Linked DNA regions of Sus scrofa: region 1 is linked to region 2. Evidence: chromatin contacts called from public promoter capture Hi-C data. All regions are on one chromosome and are shown on one strand. Each heading gives the region's core, a stretch centred on a gene start, on an enhancer-like site or on the middle of the called end of the contact. The rest is flanking DNA. Distances are from core to core; before and after follow the strand shown. Region 1 holds the start of PRRG2 (transmembrane gamma-carboxyglutamic acid protein 2). Region 2 holds the start of ALDH16A1 (aldehyde dehydrogenase family 16 member A1).

Region 1 (6,999 bases), core at 816-3,315, 110 kb before region 2:
TCAGAGCGTTAAGGACCTGACATCATCTCTGTGAGGATGCAGGGACGATCCCTGGCTTTGCTCAGTGGGTTAAGCATCTGGCGCGGCTGCAAGCTGCAGCATAGGTCACAGAGGCGGCTCAGATCTGGCGTTGCAGTGGCTGTGGCATAGGCCAGTGGCTGCCGCTCCGAGTTGATCCCTAGCCCAGGAACTTCCATATGCCATAGGTGAAGCCATTAAAAAAAAAAAAAGGGACAAAAAAGAGAAAAAAGAAAGAAAAATGGAGGATTCCTAGGACTGGGGACAGGGAGGAACGTGAACTTGAGGGGATAGAGACCCGTGGCTGGGTTCTTCCTGGGTCAGGGGAAGGTGGCTGCCAGTGCCTGGTCTCCGGGTGTTCGTTCCTGCAAACACTCACCTTGGTCGTGCTTCCCGCTGGGTGAGGAGTCCAGGCAGGTGGTTAATCCCAGGTATAGCAGCAGCACAGAGGGGTGGCCCCTCATATTTTGTGGACGCTAGGAACCAGGTGTGGTTAGTTAGACGACAAACACCTCAGGGCCTGGAGAATGAGGCGAGGTCTCTCTGACCCACTCTGTGGTCCACGAATGACGGGAATAATACAGACACTTAGGTAGCCTGTATTCTGGGCCAGACACTGTTTGAGGTCGTTTACCTCTATTCACTCAGTCTCATTTTCACAGCAGTGCTATCATTATCTCCATTTGATAGATGAGAACATTGAGGCACAGAGAGGTCAAAGAATTTGCCCACATTCATACAGGGTGCAATTCAGAGGCAGGATTTCAACAAAGGCAACGTCCCTCCAGGGACCAGAGCTAGGAGCTTATCTTTTTCTCTGCTGTGTCTGCAGTATCCAGCACGGGTTTGGGCACACAGTAGGTGCTCATAAACATGTCCACTGAGGGGCATTCCTGCCTTCCCTGGTAATTTCCATGTACACCCGCCTCTCTCTGTGCTCATTGCCACATCCACCCGCGGAGATCAAAGATGACAGGAGAGGTATAGAGCGGAGGCCTATATCCTTGGGTCCAGGAGGAGGAGGAAGGAGCAGGGGTCCTGGGCTCCTGGGTTTGGAGGCTCCGACTTCTGGATCTCAGAAGAACGGGGAGCCAGATCGCCAGGGTCCCCAAGCCAGGCTCTGCCTCCAAGGGTATTCACTTACCTGCCCAGACTTGTGAACAGTGTCCCCTCCTTCTTAATAGGGGCCTCCTGGGCCAGCTGCGGCCAGCTGTGAAGAGGGGCTGGGGAGAGGGGAGGGGAGAGGAAGGAGGGGTGCCTTACTCTCTATAGTCGGCACAATCCAGGTTTCTGGCCAGAGGGGCGGGGTTTGTGATTACCTGCCTTGGGCGGGACTCAGGTAAGGGACTAAGTATTTAAAGGGACCTTATGATTAAGGGCCACGGTCCAGAGCCTTTAGGAGGGCCAGCCTCTCCGACACAGTGGGGGCACTTAGGGAGTTGGATATGCAGCTTCCCTCCTCCTATCCAATCCCCCCACCCCCACCCCGCCCCAAGAGCCCGCCAGTGAGAGCTGGGAACTAAACATCTAGGGCTCCAGATATCTAGAGATGTCAATACCTAGAAACTGACAGGGAAACTGCCTTAGTGAGAAATGTACGCCTTGGCCCCTGGGGGTGGGAGGTGAGTATGCGGTAATAAATTCCTGTTTCCTGAGGTAATTTGAAAGGCTTTGACTTCCGACTGCTCCAATGCTCCATGTGTAAAGTGGGGACAGTGGAGTTATCCCTTCTCTATTAACTCTTATTTTGCAGCAGAAAAGTGGATGATATCCTTGGGTAAGCCGGCTTTCCAGTCACTGGGCGAAGTGGTTAGTCCTTAGACACAGCCTTAGAGAGACGCGAAGCCTCGGTACCAGCAGGAAATCGCCCGCCCGGGAAACGCCTAGTATATACTAAGCGCGCCCCCTATTTACGCCAGTTTTACTGACCGGAACCTTCGAATTGCCACTCACGTTTCCGGAGGGAGGAAGAGAAGAAGGGAAGACTTACCTAGCCAGAAGAGAGACCTCCGCAACTAGGGGCAGATCTACTTCCTGTCTCTTCCGCCGGCCGGAAGTGTGTAGAGCGGGGAGGGAAAACAGCGCTCCTTTCCGGTGTAGGGGCACAGTTGAAGCCGCTTCGGAGGGAGAAGGCGTTGTTTGTAAGGTGAGTTCCAGGGGGTGGCGGGATGGCGTTACTGCGATCGTCTTCGCGTAGGCTAGAGTCTCGGGGTCCCAAGGGAGAGTGGGACAGGATTTTGAATTTCCGACTTCCCGACAGTCATTAGTGGAACGCTCTAGGCGCTCCAAGTTTGAAGCTGAACTACAAGTCCCAGAAATCTTTGGAGGTACCCAAACCTTCAGTTCTCTGGAGAGTTTTAGTTTCACTACGGACGGATGGGCCGGGGTTCCCGGGGAAAGGAGGGGACTGGTGTTCTAGAGAGTCTAAGACGTGAAAATTGAGGAAGAGCACCCCTTTCCTGCCCTTAGTTTCCCAGATTGTGATGCGGAGGGCGGCGGGGGATATTGTGCAGTCGCCTGTCGCCGCCTCTCTGCACCTTTTTGACAGCCTTCCCTCTCGGAGTTGCTGTAGGGTTTACCATTTTCCTCTATGGAGCTTTGGGGATTGGCTGTCCTGGTTTCATATCCCTACGGGGCTGCTGATGGGGTACGAACTTGGATTTGATGGGTCCTTTACAGCAATTTTCCTTTAATACTGGAAAAAGGTTCAAACATGTAAAAGTGAGAGAGTAACATAAGAATTCCGTAGTTCCCGTCGTGGCTCAGCAGTTAGCCAGCCCGACTAGCATCCACGAGGACGCAGGTTTGATCCCTGGCCTTGCTCAGTGGGTGAAGGATCCAGCGTTGCTGTGAGCTGTGGTATACGGATCGGGCGTGGCTGTGGCGTAGCGACAGCTATAGCACCAGTTCGACCCCCAGCCTGGGAACTTCCATATGTCGCAGGTGCGGCCCTAAAAAAAAAGTTTCATTTGCTTGAATTGGGATCCTTTCGAGTCATGTTATGTCTCTTTTTAAATTGCTTTTAATTTTGAACAGTCTCTCCTCCATCCTACCCAGTTTTTCTCTTAATGCAATTGATTCTTTGAAGAAACTGGGTTAGTTATTCTTTTTTTAATCCCATCATCTGAAACCCTTTTCACTTCTTTGAAATGGTAGTGTCTTTTCCTTTATTCCCCCCCACACACACACACTCTAGGCAGCCGCTCACCTACTTTCTCTGTCTCCATGGATTAACCTAATCTGGATATTTCACATAAATGGAGTCATTTTTTTCTCTGATCACATCCACTGCAGTTGCCACTTGCGTTGCTGCTTGGGCCACAGCTGCGCAGCCCCGCATCCTTAACCCATCCCACTGTGCCACAAGGGATCTTTCTCTGTCTGGGTTTCTTTCACTTAGCATGATATTTTCAAGGTTCACGCATTTTGTAGCATGTATCACTACTTTTTAAGGCTGAATAGTATTCCTTTGTATGAGATATGCCATATTGTTTATCCATTCATCAGTCAGTGGACATTTGTGTTGTTTCCACTTTTTGGCTACACTGCTTGCACTTGTGTACCAGTTTTTGTGTGGACCAATGTTTTCTGTTGGTAGTGGAATTGCTGAATCAAGTGGTAGCTCCATGTTTAACCTTTTGAGGAGCTATCAGACTTTGCCACAGTGGCTACTCCCCATTTTATATTCCCACCTTCAATGTAGGAGGGTTCCAGTGTCTTCATGCTTGTTATTATCTGACTTTTCTTTGGTTTTTAGGGCTGTGCTTGTGGCATATGGAGATTCCCAGGCTAGGGGTCAAATCAGAGCTGTAGCCACCAGCCTACACCACAGCCATAGCATCGAGGGATCTGAGCCACATCTGCGACCTACAGCACAGCTCACAGCAACGCGGGATCCTTAACCCACTGAGCAAGGCCAGGGATCAAACCCTCAAGCTCATGGTTCCTAGTCGGATTCGTTAACCACTGAGCCACGACGGGAACCCCCCCATTATCTGACTTTTTGCTTAGAGTCATCCTCTAGGTGGGAAGTGGTGTTTTTTTTTTTTTTTTTTTTTTTTTTGTCTTTTGTTGTTGGTATTTCTTGGGCCGCTCCCGCGGCATATGGAGGTTCCCAGGCTAGGGGTTGAATCGGAGCTGTAGCCACTGGCCTACGCCAGAGCCACAGCAACGCGGGATCCGAGCCGCGTCTGCAACCTACACCACAGTTCACGGCAACGCCAGATCGTTAACCCACTGAGCAAGGGCAGGGACCGAACCCGTGACCTCATGGTTCCTAGTCGGATTCGTTAACCACTGCGCCACGACGGGAACTCCGGAAGTGGTGTTTTGATTATGGTTTTGATTGACTGCATTTCCTATATGGTTAATGATGTGGAACATTTTTTCATGTGCTTATTAGCCATTTATATATCCTCTTTGGAGAAACATGTATTTCAATCAGTGCACATTTTTATTTATTTATTTGTCTTTTTGTCTTTTAAGGGTCGCACCTGCGGCATATGGAGGTTCCCAGGCTAGGGGTAGAATTGGAGCTGCAGCTGCCAGCCACAGCCACAGCCATGCAGGATCTGAACCTACACCACAGCGCATGGCAATGCCGAATCCTTAACCCACTGAGCCTGGCTGGGGATCGAACCTGCGACCTCATGGTTCCTAGTCGGATTGTTTCTGCTGCACCACAACGGGAACTCCTTTTTTTAAATTATTTTTTCTTTTTTTGATCATTTTTAAATTGGGTTTTTTTAAATGTATTACTGGGTTGTAAGTTTCTCATATAGTCTAGACATAATTTCTTTGTCAGACAGAAGTTGGACAGTCCCCAACTGTTTGGTACAGCCTACAAACTAAGAATAGTTGTTTTTTGGAGTTTCCGTTGTGGCTCAGTGGTTAAGGAACCCGACTGGCATCCATGAGGACTCAGGTTCCATCCCTGGCCTCACTCAGTGGGTTAAGGGTCTGGTGTTGCGTAGGTCACAGACCCAGCTCAGATCCCAAGTGGCTGCGGCTGCGGCTGTGGTGTAGGCCAGCGGCTAGAGCTCTGCTTTGACCCCCAGCCTGGGAACTTCCATATGCGGAGAGTGCGCTCTAAAAGAAAGAACAAAAAGAATAGTTGTTTTTTGGTTTTTTGGCCACAGCATGCAGCAGCTTGATGTGGCGTCTCAGTTCCCAGACCGGGGGTTGAACCTGGGCCACAGCAGTGAAAGTGCCGGAGTCTAACCACTAGACTGCTCTTAGGGAGTAAACTCTTAGGGAGTTTCTTAGGGAACTCCCCAAGAATGGTTTTAACGTTTTCAGCAACTGGAAAAAATCAAAAGAAGAATTACATTTTGTGACCCATGACTGTAATATGTGATTCAGATACCGGTGTCCATAAATAGAGTTTGACTGGAACACAGTCATGCCCATTGGGTTACTAGTGGCCATGGCAGCTTGGCCACACAGGGACGGGAGTGAGTAGCTCTGGCAGGGGCCATGTGGCCCACAAAATTGAAAATCTTTACTCTCTGGGAAGTTCTTGTTGTGGCACAGCGGAAGCAAATCTGACTCGTATCCATGAGGACACAGGTTCAATCCCTGGCCTCGCTCAGTGGGTGAAGGATCCCACGTTGCCGTGAGCAGTGGTGTAGGTCGCAGACACAGCTCAGATCTGGCATCGCTGTGACTGTGGCTGTGGCGTAGGCTGGTGGCTACAGCTCTGACTGGACCCCTAGCCTGGGAACTTCCATATGCTGCAGGTGCGACCCCAAAAAGACAACAAACGAAACAAAACAAAAAAACACGATTGCCTGTTGTTGAAGGTACCCCATCTATGGCATTTTGTTTTAGCGGCCCGAGCTGAGCAATACAGGTAGGATCAGCACAAACCTGCCCTTGTAAAGCTATGCTTTTCTCCTTTCTACCAAAAAAAAAAAAAAAAAAAAAACCCGAAGAAACAAACCCTAACACTGGGAGTTCCCTGGTGGTCTAGTGGTTAGGATTTGGCACGTTCCTGCTGCAGCCCCAGTTCAGTCCTTGGTCTGGGAACCGGGATCCCACATCAAGCTGCTGCATGCTTCCCTCCAAAAAAGAAAAAAAAATCTCCCTTCTACTAGCCAGTATCAGCGTCCCGCAAACATCCAGTTCCAGTCAGACTCTGCCTTAATGGCATCGGTCGACTGTTGTCACCCAAATCAACTGTGTCATCCGGGCCTGCAAAGTGATGGCCCATGTCTCAATCCTCTCACCGGTTTTATCCCAGCTTGTTAAAGTGATTTGATCCAAGGTCCCTTTTGGTTTTTGAGTTTGTTTGGGTTTTTTTGTTTTTTTTGTTTTTTTTTTGTTTGTTTTTGTCTTTTTAGGGCCACACCCACGGCATAGGGAGGTTCCCAGGCTAGGGGTCAAATCCGAGCTGCAGCTGCCAGCCTACACCACAGCCACAGCCATGCCAGATCCTTAACCCACTGAGCAAGGCCAGGGATCAAACCTGCATCCTCATGGGTGCTAGTCAGATTCATTTCCACTGCGCCACAATGGGAACTCTCAAAGTTCCCTTTTGAAAAGCTCACCAGGGGAGTTCCTGTCGTGGCGCAGTGGTTAACAAATCCTACTAGGAACCATGAGGTTGCTGGTTTGAACTCTGGCCTTGCTCAGTGGGTTAAGGATCCTGCGTCTCTGTGGTGTAGGCCGGCAGCTACAGCTCCGATTAGACCCCTAGCCTGGAAACCTCCATGTGCCACGGGAGCAGCCCTAGAAAAGGCAAAAAGACAAAAACATAAATAAATAAAAAGCTCACCAGGGCTCTTCTCTCAGGGAACCCACTGAAAAAGAGACCAGTTCAGACCTATGAGGCGCTTGGCACAGGCCCTGGCGCAGAGGTGTTTGAAGGCTGTGCCAGTCATTTCTATTCTCAGTGCTTTTGTGCTTACGGTCTCAGTGATTCATTCCTTGAGTCCACCTGCCCAGGCCTGGCTGGGAAGTGGTTAAGCCTGTCATGGCATC
Region 2 (6,667 bases), core at 2,054-4,553:
CTTGGGGGAAAGCAGGGGGTGGTGTGCGCTCTGCAATCCCAGGGCTTAGGTTCAAATCCCAGTTTCACCTTTTTTAAAGCTATGTCCACGACAGTTGTCCAATTACTTAACTCTTCAAACCTCTGTGAGCTCAAGGCAATAATCCCCTTTCATAGCTGTTTTGGGGATTAAATGAGATCATGCTAAGCACAGAGGTTGGCACATAGAAAGCACCCAATAAATATAAACTGTTATCACACTACTGCTGTTTCAGGATTTCATCTCTAACCAGCCTCCGAGTATGGGAACTCTCTGTACTCCATCCCATATCCTCTTAGCTGAGTCTACACTATATTTCCAGATCATCTCATTGTCCTATTTTTTTTTTTTTTTCCCATTTTTGGCCACCCTGCAGCATATGGAGCTCCCAGGCTGGGGATCAGTTCCGAGCCACCACTGCAACCTAAGCAGCAGCTGTGACAATGCCAGATCCTTAACCCACCATGCAGGGCTGGGGATCTAACCCATGTCCCAGAGCTCCCAAGACACAGCGGGAGCTCTTCCCCACCATTCAATTATCCCTCTCTCTCTTTTTTTCTTCTTTTTCTGGCATATGGCAGTTCCAGGTTAGGGGTCAAATTGGAGCTGCAGCTGCCAATCTACACCACAGCTCATGGCACTGCCAGATCCTTAACCCACTGAATGAGACCAGGGATTGAAGCCACATCCTCATGGATACTGGTTAGATTTGTTTCAGCCACGCCATAATGGGAACTCCTCAATTATCTCTCCACTATGAGGTCCCTGTCTCCAGACTGGAGGGCCAAGCACAGTTGCATTTGTCTCCTGCACGTGACCTGAGGTCCTCAGGTCTCTCTCATTCTCAGCATGTGATAACCAAGCCCAGGGCCCTTTCCCAACCTTTCTGATACCCTCTTCCTTCTGGGTTCATCATGGAAAGTGAGGTGGGAGGACAGGGATTGAGCCAGATCGGAAACCATGTACCAGACCCTAAATCTTTGGGTTTTGAAGCAAAAGACCTTTCCTTTAGCCTCCCCTCAGTCTCAAAAGGCTGACTCAAGGAGTTCCTGTTGTGGCTCAGTGGTTAACGAATCTGACTAGGAACCATGAGGTTGCAGGTTCGATCCCTGTCCTCGCTCTGTGGGTTAAGGAGCCGGTGTTGCCGTGAGCTGTGGTGTAGGTCGCAGACGCAGCTCGGATCTGGCATTGCTGTGGCTCTGGCATAGGCTGGCAGCTACAGCTCTGATTAGACGCCTAGCCTGGGAACCTCCATAAGCCACGGGTGCAGCCCTAGAAAAGGCAAAAAAAAAAAGACAAAAAAAAAAAAAAAAAAGGCTGACTCAAGAGTTAACGATTGGGAAATAAAACCAGTTAAAACAGTCTCCATTATGTTATGTCCTACCTTGGCCCACTAACTTCTTACTAATATTTACTTTCTATTATTTATATATTTCTTTTTCTTTTTTTTTTTTTTTAAGGGCCAAACCCACAGCATATGGAAGTTCCCAGGCTAGGGGTTGAATCAGGGCTGTGGCTGTTGGCCACAGCCACAGCCACGCCAGACCTGAGCTGCGTCTGCAACTTACACCACAGCTCATGGCAATGCTGGATCCTTAACCCAGTGAGCGAGGCCAGGGATCGAACCTGAGTCCTCACGGATACTGGCCGGGTTACCACTGAGCCATGACGGGAACTCCTAATACTTTCTAATTATCTTGCACCTAGTGTCCGGTTTTTCACAAATGATCTCTTCCTTGCTAACTGCTTTCTTTTACTCACGGTTACTTTCTAGAGTTATATTGCGCCTAGTGTTTTCTCTTCTAATTCAAGCACTAACACCCCTTCCCTGTAAGCAATCTTCAGTCCACAGAGGTCAAGGAATGATAAGCACGAAGACAACCAGAAACCATCACGGGACCCGCTGATGCCGGCCTTGATGACACTGAAATGATCTATGGGTGCGAGTAACAAGGACCCCTCAATCAATAACCCTGACTCCCGAGCTAAACCTGTAAAACTCCTTGATATCCCCTCTCCAGGCAGGGCATGGTTTTGTGGCATCAGCCTGCTGTGTCCTCCTTTGCGTGGCAAAGCAATAAAGCTCTTTGTTCCCTTCCTTAAAACTGTCTCCGAGGACTTAATTGGGACTTAAATCCGAGGCCACATTTTCAGCCACAGACCCGCGGCCTTGTCCCTGCCCTCTCAACACGCAAACCCTGTCCCTCCTGCGTCTCTGCCTCACTCCCTCCTCTCCATCTCCAGAGCCTACGGCAGGCTCTGGTCTCACCATTATTCCAACCTCCTTCTTTCCCTCCAGGAAAGGCCAAGCTTCTCACGCCCGGGCGCTAGAGGGCCCTGTGCCTTCATGATGGCCCCGTGGGGGAATGCTGAGGGTAGTTACAGAAAATTCGAGGCACCCTACTTTTATAGGGAACCCCAAGAGCGTTCTTGGGGGACCCTGAGGGATCACGGGAGTCTTATGGAAGTCCTGAAGAATACGGAGGGGTCGCGGGAGCCCCATGGGGTTATTCTGAGGGGCTGAAGGTTATTACAGAAAGTTCTGATGTATTCTGGGGTTCTGAGAACTCCCGAGACTATAGGAACCCCACGAGTATTGAGGTGACCCTGAGGAATCACGGCGGCTCCGCGGAGGTTTTGGAGGTCTCTGGTTGATCAAGGGAGCCCCTCCAGGAATTCCGGGGAAACTCGGGAGCCATAGGATGTTCTGAGGAATCAACGGTAAGTCTACACGTGGGTTCTGAGTCCTCGGAAGATCACGGGAGCCCCCCAGGGAATCGCGGGAGGTTATGAGGGGGCCTTGATGAATCACAGGACCCCCTCGGGGGATTCTCGGAAGCACCCTCGGCGAAGCACCACCGTGAATTCTGGACCATGTAACGGGACAGCCACTGGGCCTCATGAGAAGAGACTATCGGGCTGAGGCAGCAACTCTAAGAAGCTCAACAAACCATCCTCCAGGGGTGGGTCCTAAGGAGTGGCGGGAATCGCGGGAGCTGAGAGGGGCGGAGTTACTGAGCTGCCGCGGTGGATCGTGGGAGTCCGCGCGCAAAACTCGGCTCCGAAGACTGGGGAGGGGGATGGGCAGCGCGGGCCGGGCGAGCCCTCACCAGTGCGCATGCGTGGCTCTCCGGCACGGGTCCGTACTCCAGCGTGGTGAAGATCTCGCTGGCGCGGGATCCTGTACACGTCTCGGCCATCGCGCTCCCCCGCCGCTTTCCACCGACTGCAGGGCGCTCTGCCGGAGGAAACCTCGAGGTCCGAAGGGTAGCACCGCCCCCTCCTACCCAAAGGGCGGGGCTATGGGAGATAGAGCGTAACCCCGCCCAGGACCTGGTGACCCCGCCCATGGGTCTGCGCACGGAAGTGTAGTTTGGATCATGCGCAGTCCTCAGAGCGGGGCGAATGGGGAACGAAAGTGTGAGTGACTTCAAATAGTTGTGAGAGCTCCAGCGTCTCGCTATCCTGTTTGTGTTGGATACCGGAATTGCAGTTTTTAGTCCTAAATACATTTTATCGAGAATAGAATCTAGTTCTGGAACGAGGTGGTTGTTCAGAGGTCAAAAGAGAGTCTTAGGATGGACACTGAAATTAATGTTTTTTTTTTTTTTTTTTTGTCTTTTTGCTATTTCTTGGGCCGCGCCCGCGGCATATGGAGGTTCCCAGGCTAGGGGTCAATCGGAGCTGTAGCCACCGGCCTACACCAGAGCCACAGCAACGCGGGATCCAAGCCGCGTCTGCAACCTACACCACAGCTCACGGCAACGCCGGATCCTTAACCCACTGAACAAGGCCAGGGATCAAACCCGCAACCTCATGGTTCCTAGTCGGATTCCTTAACCACTGCGCCACGACGGGAACTCCATGAAATTAATGTTCTTAAAGTGTGACAGATTTGCCCAGCTACTGGCCGGAGTCGGCTATCCGGAAGGAGCCGGAAGCGTGGCTTGAATCCCGCAGGAAGTGTGGCATTTAGTGACTATCAGGACTTTGTATTGATTGGTTGAGATGAGAGGCGTGGCTTCAGCCTTGGACTAGATTGGTCTGTGATTGGTAACGGAATACAGTTGCAGGATTGATGAAGCGTTGGGGTAGTGTGACTTACTCAAGTTCCTGATTACGCAGGGATCAAAAGAGTGGCTGTAGTTTGCACCTTTGGCACGCAGGACTTAGCATCTAGAGACACTGGCTCTTAAGAGATTTGACGACAGTATCTGGTCTGAGTGAAAGTGTCTCGGGCCAGATTCTCAGGTTTTCATACAGAATAGTGGGTGTCGCGATTTGGTTAAGGGCCCAGGAACTAGTCTCAGAGTTCAGATCCCGCCGATGGTTCCCCCACGCCGGGGTTGCTGAGGACGCCAAGGTCTCTCCCCCAGGGCCATGGCCGACTCGACGTTGCTGGTGCCGGAGCTAAACGAAGCAGAGACGATGGGCACGGAGACGACGCCTTTCGAGGAGCTGCTGCTGCAGGTGCGATTGAACGCACTCCTGGGTCCCTGGGGATTCGGGGAATACATATGTGTGTGTGTGTGTGTGTGTGTCCGTCCGTGCGGGAATTGTAGTTGTTTACCTTCAAGTTTGCTAGTCTCTGGAAGACATGGGAGCAAAATTGGGCTTGTTCTTCAGATTCCTCAAGGTAGGAAGGGGCCATAGTATGTCTTATGCCCTGCCTGGCTAGTATTCATAAAAATTGCTCAGTAAACATTTGCGAAACGAATGAGGGGGTTCTGATAGCACAAAGGCCAAACTTGAAAATTGCTTTCCTTCACACAGGCCTCCAAGGAGCTCCAGCAAGCCCAAACAAGCCGACCAGAATCTACACAGATACAACCTCAACCTGGTGAGAAAGACAGAAACGTAAAGAGAAAGAGATAGTGTCCCAGAGAGAGGTGGACCCTGACTGGGGGGCAGGGGACACAGGAAGAGGAGGGAGGGAGGAGAAACAGTAATGGTGGGGTAGAGAGGCTTTGAGCGGGAGGAGTGATGGAGACCCAGAGAGCAGGGAAGGGGCCAAGAGCCAAAGAGAGGCAGGGAGGACAGGTGTGACCAGCGGGACGAAGACTCAAAGGTAGTCAGAAATTCCAGGGCGGGGAGGGGAACAGCCCCAGAGAGTGGAGGACTAATACTCAAGGAGGGCGACAGATCAGAAGAAGGCTGGACCCCGAGATCCAGGCAGCAACAGAGGGTCACGGCCAAACCCATTTGCTCCAGGTTTCTGCATAAAGACCAACTCATCTGAAGGCAAGGTTTTCATCAACATCTGTCACTCTCCCTCCATCCCTCCTCCGGCTGACTTGACTGAGGACGAGCTGCTTCAAATGCTGGAGGAGGACCAAGCCGGGTTCCGCATCCCCATGAGTCTGGGAGAGCCGCATGCCGAACTGGATGCAAGTCAGTGCCTTGAGAGGCCCCAGGAATCTAGTCCTCTTGGTCCTTTCTTCCCAAGGATCCAAGAAGCCAGGGCCTGAGACCCTGGCTTCCCCTTCAGGACCTAGAAACCCGGCCTCCTGATCTGATCCTCTTCCCCGTGGCATATCCCAAGCCTTCTGGCATCCAGCACCTGCACTGGACAGTCCCGGTTCTGGTCACCTGGCCAGGCTGACTCTTCTCCCTGCTCTATCCCAGGGCGAGAGAGGGCTGGGCAGGTGCTCCTTAGCTGATCTCCTGGCTGGAGTCCCCGGGCAGCTCACATGTGTCCCCTGAAGCTTCCTGGGATGAAGCTTTGGCCAGTGCCCTGGGGAGTAGGGACTCATCAAATCCAGAAGCTGCCCTTGAGAAACTCTTAGTCTTGGATGAGGGCAAAGGAGGCAGATGCGATTTCCATACGGTGTGATTCTGTGCCCCGCTGGAGGAGGGTCTTCACTTGCACTGAGGGATCAGGGAAGGCTTCCTGGAGGAGGAGGAGGTGTTGGGTATAAGATCTGAAGGAACCTCAGGAGTTCATCAGGCCAAGACAGAGAAGAGGGTTCTCAGCAGAGGACAGAGGGGTCCAGAGGCTGGAGGGAATGATCGAATTGGATTGGTCAGTAATTCAGTAATTTCTTTCCAGACCAGAAGAAAATTTTTTTTGAGGGCTGCACCCTTGGCATATGGAAGTTCCCAGGCTAGGGGTTGAATTGGAGCTGCACTTGCTGGTCTACACCACAGCCACCAAATCCAATCCACAGCTGCAACCTATACCACAGCTCACAGCAATGCCGGATCCTTAAGCCACTGAGTGGGGGCCAGGGACGGAACCTGCATCCTCGCGGATACTAGTTGGGTTCGTTTCCTCTGAGCCCCAGCAGGAACTCCTACTGGAAGAAATTTAAAGGAATGAGGGGTGTTCTCGTTGTGTTTGGCGGTAACAAACCTGACTAGTATCCATGTGGGTGTGGGTTCCATCCCCAACCTCGCTCACTGGGTTGGAGATCCAGCGCTGCCTTGAGCTGTGGTGTAGGTCGCAGACCCGGCTCGGATCCCTTGGTGCTGTGGCTGTAGTGTAGGCTCCCAGCTGCAGCTCCAATTCGACCCCTAGCCTGGGAACTTCCATATGCCAAGGGTGCAGCTCTAAAATAATAAAAATGAATGAATAAAGAATTAAAAATAAAGGGATGCCCTCATTGGGAAAGTGAGCTTTCTCTCCAGAGGGGAGGGGCAGACCACACCC

Evidence for each region. Promoter capture Hi-C pulls out the DNA fragments that hold promoters and counts their contacts.
Region 1: a promoter capture Hi-C map of liver shows a contact between it and region 2, with 3 times the contacts expected there. The contact joins the promoter of PRRG2 here to the promoter of ALDH16A1 in region 2. A contact is called at or near these places in 3 of 5 promoter capture datasets (fetal liver, fetal skeletal muscle and liver), 6 of 47 Hi-C or Micro-C datasets (embryonic fibroblasts, epiblast stem cells, liver and 1 more) and 2 of 2 datasets of contacts at active chromatin or transcription factors (alveolar macrophages and skeletal muscle).

What each region holds. Positions count from the first base shown.
Region 1 is chr6:54,631,046-54,638,044 of Sscrofa11.1, reverse strand. PRRG2 (transmembrane gamma-carboxyglutamic acid protein 2) reads right to left here and starts at 2,065. Exons shown (of 10, transcript XM_021097559.1): 1 at 2,009-2,065; 2 at 1,163-1,241; 3 at 398-494. The coding sequence starts at 482. It overlaps NOSIP (nitric oxide synthase-interacting protein), which reads left to right and starts at 2,014. Exons shown (of 9, transcript XM_003127327.5): 1 at 2,014-2,164.
Region 2 is chr6:54,526,175-54,532,841 of Sscrofa11.1, reverse strand. It overlaps ALDH16A1 (aldehyde dehydrogenase family 16 member A1), which reads right to left and starts at 3,303. Exons shown (of 18, transcript XM_021094740.1): 1 at 3,129-3,303. The coding sequence starts at 3,218. It overlaps PIH1D1 (PIH1 domain containing 1), which reads left to right and starts at 4,085. Exons shown (of 9, transcript NM_001244978.1): 1 at 4,085-4,488; 2 at 4,792-4,858; 3 at 5,230-5,409. The coding sequence starts at 4,399.